Regions from separate parts of the Mus musculus genome. Here region 1 is linked to region 2. The links are chromatin contacts, called in public HiChIP or PLAC-seq maps. All regions are on one chromosome and are shown on one strand. Each heading gives the region's core, a stretch centred on a gene start, on an enhancer-like site or on the middle of the called end of the contact. The rest is flanking DNA. Distances are from core to core; before and after follow the strand shown. Region 1 holds the start of Ccdc163 (coiled-coil domain containing 163). Region 2 overlaps Tesk2 (testis-specific kinase 2).

The links. HiChIP or PLAC-seq counts read pairs in DNA pulled down with a chosen protein or histone mark.
Region 1: a contact with region 2 is called in an H3K27ac HiChIP or PLAC-seq map of embryonic stem cells, with 13 read pairs. The contact joins the promoter of Ccdc163 here to the enhancer-like site in region 2. A contact is called at or near these places in 1 of 39 promoter capture datasets (macrophages), 2 of 15 datasets of contacts at CTCF or cohesin (the NIH/3T3 cell line and embryonic stem cells), 8 of 484 Hi-C or Micro-C datasets (the G1E-ER4 cell line, the HL-1 cell line, bone marrow-derived macrophages and 4 more), 9 of 115 datasets of contacts at active chromatin or transcription factors (the SCID.adh cell line, bone marrow-derived macrophages, embryonic fibroblasts and 5 more) and 3 of 9 other capture datasets (adipose tissue, liver and pancreatic islet).

Annotation. Positions count from the first base shown.
Region 1 is chr4:116,706,793-116,711,194 of GRCm38.p6, reverse strand. It overlaps Ccdc163 (coiled-coil domain containing 163), which reads right to left and starts at 2,600. Exons shown (of 10, transcript NM_026714.3): 1 at 2,101-2,600; 2 at 1,922-1,955; 3 at 1,576-1,757; 4 at 1,390-1,471; 5 at 911-1,094. The coding sequence starts at 2,178. Mmachc (methylmalonic aciduria cblC type, with homocystinuria) reads left to right here and starts at 2,810. Exons shown (of 4, transcript NM_025962.3): 1 at 2,810-2,957. The coding sequence starts at 2,877.
Region 2 is chr4:116,764,519-116,769,196 of GRCm38.p6, reverse strand. All of the region lies in intron 3 of Tesk2 (testis-specific kinase 2), which reads right to left. Among named protein-coding and RNA genes, the nearest start is that of Toe1, 41 kb to the left of the region's middle. Within about 2 kb of position 2,301, at least 11 of the 459 cell types and tissues checked have an H3K27ac peak or open chromatin away from gene starts, as enhancers often do. A contact at or near this core is called in adipose tissue and embryonic stem cells, where this site is marked.

The DNA.
Region 1 (4,402 bases), core at 1,351-3,850, 58 kb after region 2:
GCCAACATCACAGAGAAACAAAGTGAGTAGGCCAAACATTTGTTTTTGTTTTTGTTTTTCGAGACAGGGTTTCTCTATATAGCCCTGGCTGTCCTGGAACTCACTTTGTAGACCAGGCTGGCCTCGAACTCAGAAATCTGCCTGCCTCTGCCTCCCGTGTGCTGGGATTAAAGGCGTGTGCCACCACGCCCGGCTACACCAAACATCTTATGCTAGGAGCTCAGAAGCCTCAAAAGAGGAAGTTTTGGGCTAGGAAGATGGCTCAATGGTTATGAGAACAATTGCTCTTAAAGAGAACTTTGATTTCTTTGAGCCTCCACATGATGGTATAAAACATTCATACACCTAAAACACTTTTTTGTGTGTCCTTTTTGTTTTCTGAAAAAAGATCTTTTTAACCCTGGATGGCCTATAGCTCAATATGTAGAGCAGGCTAGTCTCAAACTCATAGAGACCGGCCATCTCTGCCTTCTGAGCACGAGAACTAAAACTGTGTGACACCAAGAAGCACATTTTTTAAAAAATAGTATAGAATAGAGTTTATTCAGGGCACAGAAGGGGAGTTGGAAAGGGGGAGAGGGAGAGAGAGAGAGAACAGAGAAAGAGGAGAGGAGAGGCCTGCCAGAAACATGTGGAGAGAAAGGGGTAAGGGGAAGAAGAAGAGGAGGAGAAGGAGTAGAGGAAGAGTGAAGCACATTTTTAAAAAATTTTTATTTATTATATATACAACATGTATGCCTGCAGGCCAGAAGAGGTCATCAGATGTGGGCCAACCCGTGGTTGCTGGGAATTGAACTCAGAACCTCTTGAAGAGCAGTCAGTGCTCTTAACCTCTAAGCCATTTCTCCAGCCCCCAAGAAGCACATCTTAAACAAACAACCAAAAGGGTGAAGCCTTGCCCATCACTTACTCACTCTGCAGCTCTTGGTGAAAGCCACTGGCAGGACCCAACTTTCCTGGTCTTGCTTTCATTTGGTTTTGGACTAGCTCTTGAACCTGACTCCGAAGGCCCTGCAGTTCCTTTTTCAGCCCTTCCAGGCATTGCTCCAGAAGGGCTCTCCCTTTGGGGCCCTCCTGCAGCAGTTTTAGTGATGCTGTAGAGGGGAAAGTAAGGTCAGTGGCTCTAAGAGACTCACATGAGAGCAAATGACACATAGGTAAAGCTGTGTAGGGCTGGAGGGAGAGAAGCTCACCCATTCACTAAAAGGCTAAGCCCCACAACCGAAAGCTGTATGTACATCAGCGGTAGAGCACAGATCATTAGCATGTGCAAAACTCGAAAGCTGTATGTACATCAGTGGTAGAGCACAGATCATTAGCATGTGCAAAACTCTTGGTTTCCATTTTAAAACTCTGTGTGCCATACATAGAAAAGAATTGGCCCAATACCTTCTAGAGCACTGATCTTGAACATATGTTGCTCCCGATCCTTCAACAGGCTCTGTACAGAATGCTTCAGCGCCTCAGTCACCTACCCAAGCAGAGAAAACCCAGACATTCCTTTCTAAGTCATTGTCCCAACTCCTAATATTCTCGTCTCACATTATCACCACGTACATACCCCTAATACCTCACCTGAGCCTGAGCCTGAAGCTGGGATCGGAGTTTAGTAACTTCATCCCAGAGAGAGGAGCTGTGGGCTTCAGTACAGCTCAGTCTCTCTCCAAGAGTGGGAGTCTTTAGAGCCCAAGGCTGTTGAGCTTGGGCCTCTGGCTGAGGAGGTAAGCGATGAGAAGTCCAGGTGTCAGCCAGGTCCCCTATTGTGGGAATAGGGAAGGGACAAGAGCAGGGTCTGTCTGTGTAGGAAATCAGAGGACAGGAAGTAGCTGGGATTTGTACAGAACTGTGAGCTGTACAGGCAGGCACTGAAAGAAAGGAGGCTCTGAGAAGACAAAGGGCTGGGAGAAAAGACAATACTTACCTGTAGAGGAAACTCGAAAGGGATACAAACTCTGCTACAAAAAAAAAAAAAAAAAAAAAAAAAAAAAAAACCAGCAAACAGTTCAACAAGCCAGTGAGCTCTCAGTGCCCTTTACTAAGCCCTAGCCTAGCCTCCCAATGGGAGGGGTTAGATGGGGATCCCAGAGGTCCCCCTCTTACCTTAATCCGGGCCATATTTTCATCAGTTGAACTGAGAACCGCATGAAGCTGATCAGACCAGCTAGGGCTCCTGTTCATCCTGGAGCACTTGAAATTGCGTCTCTAACTTTCCCTGTTCTTGCTCTTCCACACTCAGATACCCGCGGGCCAGCCCAGGACAAGCCACAGAGTTAGATGGAAATAAGGAAAGTGGGAATATATTAGGGCTACAGAAACAGTGCGATAGCAATACTGTGAATCTAGAACTACGGAACAGAGTACTTTGAAAAGTGGGGGGTCGGGGAGGGGGGAAGAAAACAGAATAATATCGAGAGGGTAGAATGAACCGAATTTTGGTTGAGACCTCCACAAATCAAGGACGCTATCACCACTGAGACAAGTGACAAGTGCCGCTCAAGAGTTCAAACTCTGGTAGGCGGAGAATGAGATTTTAAGTACCGGTGCCGCAGCGCCACCCGGGAAACTGAGTCCGCTTCTTGCGGAGACCACAGGCAATAGAGGGCGGAAATACGTTTCCCTGGAAATACGTGCCCTGTGCGTTCACACTCACACCTCCCGTGAAGCTCGTCGGGACACGGAGTCTTCCAGACTCGGTTATGTTTGGGCTACAAGGACAAAAGTAACTACGTGTACCAAGATGCACCGTGCAGAGTCAGTTGAGTCCGTTACTATTCCTTTACTTCTTGGGAAATGTAGTCCAGCCCTGATGGACGCATACAAGCCTAAGTTAGCTATGAGACTCCATTTCCCAGCAAGCTCAGCGTTCAGCGTGCGTTATGGAGCCGCGAGTCGCAGAGCTGAAGCAGAAGATTGAGGACACCTTGTGTCCTTTTGGCTTCGAAGTTTATCCCTTCCAGGTTGGTTTGTCTTCCCTGTGGTCCTAGGGTGAGCTCTAGGATTGGCCTTGGTGCCAAAAGTGTGAAGGCCGGTGAGCCCTTCTGATCCTCTCAACCTACTGCAGCCATCTGATGACCAGGTCGTGTTGTAAAATGGGGCTTGATTAAAAAACGTAGAGAAACACATGTTTGCCCTTTTATGTCTTTATGATGTCAAACAAATGAATGGGATACAGCCCAAGATCCCCTAACCTGTCATCATTATAATTTACCAGAAAACGGTCTCCCGGTGTGGGCGGGATCATCAGATTCTTCCAAAGGAATTAGAAGAGGTCAAAACTTGGAAGGTTGGTGTGACAGTGTACTCGATCAGATGAAGAGAGAAGAGTATTCCTAATGTTGAACAAGAGACAATTGGCTAGTTTGTTCGGCCAGCCAACAGAAGGCTAATTCATGGTGTTGCTTGCCATCAATACGGGACTGAGCATAGAAATTCCTCACGCTCGCCTGGTACAGAAGTCTCTGTAACCACAGTCCCTCTCCACCCCACCCAGCCCCGCCCTATTCCACACTTTCCTCCCACAGTGCTGAGTGAACAAAATTATGTTTAAGACACAAACTAAAATCCGCCTGTGTCCTTTGGCCTATCTTAAGATTCCTAGGCCATTGAGCTTTCCAGGGGAAGACTTGTAAGAAGATACTATTGAGAAGTTAAGTCTAGTTTGAAAGCCATGCTTGAGGTCTTGGGTTCAATTCCTAGTAATGAGGCAAAAACAAAATTGAAAGCTGAGGCTATAAAACTAAGTGAGATGTATATCTATCTATCCATCTATCAGAAATTTATCTGATAGGTGGATGGCTAGCTAGCTAGAGTGCTGGCTTAGCATTTGCAAATCTCAGTCACCAGCACAAAAACAGAGAAATGTATATGAAAAGATGGATTGAAAGGAGAGGAGAATTATGTACATTCTAGAGTCAGATTGGGACTGGAAAGAGAGCTCAGCAGTTAAGAGCACTGACTGCTCTTCCAGAGATTCTGAGTTCAAATCCCAGCATCCACATGGTGGCTCACAACCATCTGTAATGGGATCTGATGCCCTCTTCTGGTGTGTCTGAAGACAGCTACAGTGTACTCACATACATAAAATAAGTAACTAAATCTTTTTTTAAAAGTCAGAATTTGGAGGCAGTGATGGAAGGTAGTGATGGAAGGCAGATATGGGAAAGAATAGAAGTGCCTATGTGAATGTGAGGCATGGTGGCTGAAGCCTTTGACCCCAGCACTCAGGAGGCCGAGTCTTCCAGACCAGCCTGATATACATAGCAAGCTCCAGGTCAGCCAGAGCTATAGTGAGACCCCATCTTATTTTAAACTTGTGTGTGTCTAGTCTGGATAATAGGAACTATTATACTGAGCAGAGTTAGCCCCGCCTGTCTCCTAAGGTCTTGCTACTCACCTTTCCAGT
Region 2 (4,678 bases), core at 1,052-3,551:
CACAAGAAGTGGGCTTTGAGGTTTCAAAAGCCCATCTCTCTTCTCCTCTCCCCTTCCCTCCCCTTCCCTCCTCCTCTTCTTCTTCTCCTTCTTCTCCTCCTTCTCCTCCTCCTTCTTCTTCCTTCTCTCTCTCTCTCTCTCTCTCTCTCTCTCTCTCTCTCTCTCTCCCCGCCTGCAGATCAGGAGAAAACTAGCTCTCGGCTACTGCTCCAGCACCATGTTCCCCAACATGATAATGGACTAAGCCTCTGGAACCGTAAGCAGGCCCTGGAATTAACTGTCTTTTCTTATGAGAGTTGCCTTGGTTATGTTATCTCTTCAGAGTAATAGAACTGTGAAAAATCCCCTTCCAAGATCAACTAAAATGTCATCATCTCTGCAAAGGATGCCATGGCTGACCTAGGCTATTAGCAGAACAGCTCTTCCTTCTTCCCGTGCTGCCGGTCTGCATGTTCCCTCTGCTTTGAGTAACTGCTGGTTCGCATCAACGGAGACCATCTGAGTCTGAAGTCAGACTACAACTGGGTGTGTGTTTTCACACCCAAAACAGAAGTAATTACGATTGCCTAACTCCTATAGCCACTGTGAAGAGGAAACAATCATAATATGAACTAGAAAGTATAGTTATTCTATGGCATAACTGATTCCCCCACTTGGAATATTAAGAGAGTACAGTGTGAACTGGTGTGGCACCCCAGCAGGTAAAAGCGTCTGCCACTAGGCTGAACAACTTGAGTTCTATCTCCAAGACCAATACTGTGGAAAAAAAGAACAGACTCCTGCAGGTTATCCTCTGATCTCCTTATCACACACACACAGAGCAAGTAAATAAATAAATGTTTAAAAACATTAAAAGCAGGGCTGGCTGGAGAGGTGGCTCAGTGCTTAAGAGCACTAGCTGTTCTTCCAGAGGACCCAGGGCTCAAATTCCAGCACCCACACGGCAGCTTACACCAGTCTTTAATTCCAGTTCCAGGGGATCCGACATCCTCATAACAGATGTATATGCAAGCAAAACAGCAATGCACATAAAATAAAAATAAGCATTGAAGCCGGGTGGTGGTGGTGCACACCTTTAATCCCAGCATTTGGTAGGCAGAGACAGGTGGATTTCTGAGTTCGGCTACACAGAGAAACCCTGTCTCGAAAACAAAACAAACCAACCAACCAAACAAACAAACAAAAAAAACATTGAAAACTTTTTTTTTTTAATTAAAAAATAAAAAGAAGTGCAGATCTTGAGCTTGGGCGATGACAACAGGTAAACAGCCTACTTCGAGGCCTGATGACCTGAGTGCCATCCTTGGAACCCACACAAAGGGAGGAGAGAGCCAAATCCACAAAGCTGTCCTCTGGCTTCCATACACAGTATTAATACTACTAATAAATACCTCTTTAAAAGAGTCCAGCTCCTAGCTCCTACGCTCCCATGGACAGTGTGGGTCACACACAGTGTTCTGTGTAAGCAGTTACTGAGTGAGAGGTCATAACCACCCAATCAGTGAGCTTGATTATAAAACAGCATTTTACTGCCACTATGTACTGAGACCTTGTCTCCAAAGGCATAAAGAAAAGAAAGGAGGAATATTTCCAGGCAGGCACTAGGCTGGGAAGCCAAGATGTATTTGATTTATTTAATTAGTATTTATAAAGAAGTCAGGCAATAACATCCTATCACTCACAGAACACAACCACAGGCACAGACATCATATGACAGTCTTCTACCTGCTTTCTTTCCCACCCTGCTTTGGCATCATTATATCACAATTAGGAGCATTGCTTTTCTACCTGACCTCATTCCTTACACAGCCGACTAGCACTGATACACTCAAAGTGGTGTCATTGGGCTGGGAGCATAGTTTGATGGGTAGAGGTCTTGCCTAGCATAAACATAAATTGTGTGTGGTGGTGTATCTTTATAGTACCAGCCTACAAAACGTAAAGGCTTTGAGTCATCGAACTCTAAGGCCAGCCTGCTCTATGCACAAGTTCATTTCCACATTAAAACCTGAAAAGCCATCTAGATATGGTGGCATGAACTTGCAGTTCCAGCACTTTGGCTGCAGCAGCAGGACTGTAAGTCCAAGGTCAGTGTGGGCTACACAGTGAAACCCAGTCTCAAAACAGGAGGCACTTAAATAAAACCACACTCTTCCTGATTCATTCTGAGCCTCTCTTCCTCCCTTTCTTTGTTTTAGTTTATTTTGTTTTGTGCGTCTGCTGTTGTGTTGTTTTCTGTAGCACAGGGTGGATGGGCTTGAATTTACAATGTATGTGTGGGTGGCCTTGAACACGTGCTCCTCCTGTGCTACTGCACCTAGCTTCTGAATGATTGCCCACTCCCTCCTCAATCATGAGAGCCAGCATTTACTTAAGTGACTCAGAATGAAGCTGTGCTCTTTTCTTTTCTTTCTTTTTTCCCTTTTCTTTCCTTTCTTCCTTCCTTTCTTCCTTTTTTTCTCTCTCTCTTTCTCTTTCTCTCTCTTTCTTTCTTTCAAGACAGGGTTTTTCTGTGCAGCCTTGGCTGTCCTGGAACTTACTATGTAGACCAGGCTGGACTTAAACTCAGAAATCCGCCTGCCTCTGCCTCCCAAGTGCTGGAGGTTAAAGGAATGCACCACCATTCCAGGCCTTGGAAGTGCGTTCTTAGGCAAGTGCTTAAAAGCTAGTGAGGGCTCAAATTTGTTATTTTCAGTTTTATATTATATACTGATTCATATCAAGAAGAAAATTGGGATCTTGTTTTATTTTTATTTATTTATTTTTGGTGTGTATGTGTGTTTTTGTGTGTGTACATAGGTACACTATTCCAAATGTGCTGGTGTGTGTGTGTGTGTGTGTGTGTGTGTGTGTGTGCGCGAGTACAGATACAGTATTCTATGTGTGCACAGTAAGAGATCAGAGGTCAACATCAGGTCTCCTCCCATCGCTCTCCGCCTTAATTCTTTTAAAGACTTCTTATTGGGGCTGGAGTGATGGATGGCTCAGTGGTTAAGACCAATAACTGCTCGTCTAGAAGACCAGTTCTCAGAACCACAATTATCTATATTCCAGTTATTAGGAACCCAACATCCTTTTCTGACCTCTATGGACACTGCATACATGTAGCACATTTACATATAAGCAGGCAAAACACTCATATACATAAAATAAAAAATTTTTTTAAACTTTAAAAAATTACGAGCACTGGTTCCTTTGGTTCCTGGCACCCACATGGTGGCTTACAACCATCTGTAACTCCCAGTTCCAAGAGGTCTAATACCTTCTTGTGACCTCTGTGGGAACCAGACATTCACTTGGTACACACACATATGCACATGCTGGTAAAATGCATATACATATAAAAAAAGATTAAAATAAATAATTTAAAGGAACAAAACCCAACCCCTTTCCTTCCTGAGCTCCTGGTTACTGAAAGTTTTACAGCCCTGATTGCGGACTAAATTCCTCAACGTGTTACTCAGTACTGAGAGCAGGGCATGGTGGCACAAAGGTACAGCCTCAGCCTGTGGGAGCGGGACTCAGAAGACAACAGTTCTAAGGTATTCTCAGGTCCACTGAAAGGCCGAGGCCAGCTGGGACAACATGAGATTCTGTCCCCAAAGACCTAAAAATGAAAAATAATAAACACAAAAACTGCAAAAGGTCTGAACGTTCTGGTCCAGCCCTCCTTATCTCCTATCACATCTAACATCATTCTTTATTGTAGTTATATAACTTGCCACTCCTGCTTAGGGTCTAAGTTCTCATACGTTTACACTGTTGCTTGAAGAAGTATTTTTGGAACCTACTTTTCAAAAATTCTACCAATCCTTTAAAATTTAGTTAAGGACATCTCCAAACAAGCCAGGTGTGGCAGTACAGTTGCTTTATCCCATCACTCTAAGGTAGGTAAATCTATTGAATTTGAGGCTAGTCTGATCTACAGATCAAGCTCCAAGACAGTCAGCGATACATAGAGAGACTCTGTCTCAAAAAAAAAAAAAAAACAAAAGCAAGAAGAACAACAAAAATCTACAAGTAGTGTTAATATAGCAAACATGGCATCTGCTGGGCTACAGTGAGGCCACATATTATGTCGCTAAGTTCCTCACATTGGTTGAACCTCGTGGGACAGACCTGTAGCTCCAGCTGCTTAGAAAGATGGGCAAGCGGATTGCAAATGCAAGGTCTACCTGAACAGGGTTATTTCAAGGCCATCCTAGACAACTTATTGAGATTAGGTTTCAAAATAAAAAAATAAAGCCGGGCGTGGTGGCCCACGTCTTTAATCCCAGCACTCGGGAGGCAGAGGCAGGCAGATTTCTGAGGCCAGCCTCGTCTACAAAGTGAGTTCCAGGACAGACAGGGCTATACAGAGAAACCCTGTCTCGAAACCCCCCCAAAATAAAAATAAAATAAAAAATAAAAAAATGGGAGAACTGTTGGAGCTGGAGAGATGGCTCTGCACTTGAGAGCACAAGCTGCCCTTGAGAGGACCTCAGTTCATTTCCCAGCACATATACGACCATCTACATTTTCTGGCCTCTGTGTAGGAACATGGTGCACAGACACATGTAAATAAAACATTCATACACACAAAAAAATAAATAAATAAAAATAAATCTTAAAAAAAGGAAGGCTGGGGACTGCAGATTGCTTATTATGTTCAAGGTTCTAGTTTCAACCACAGTATTCC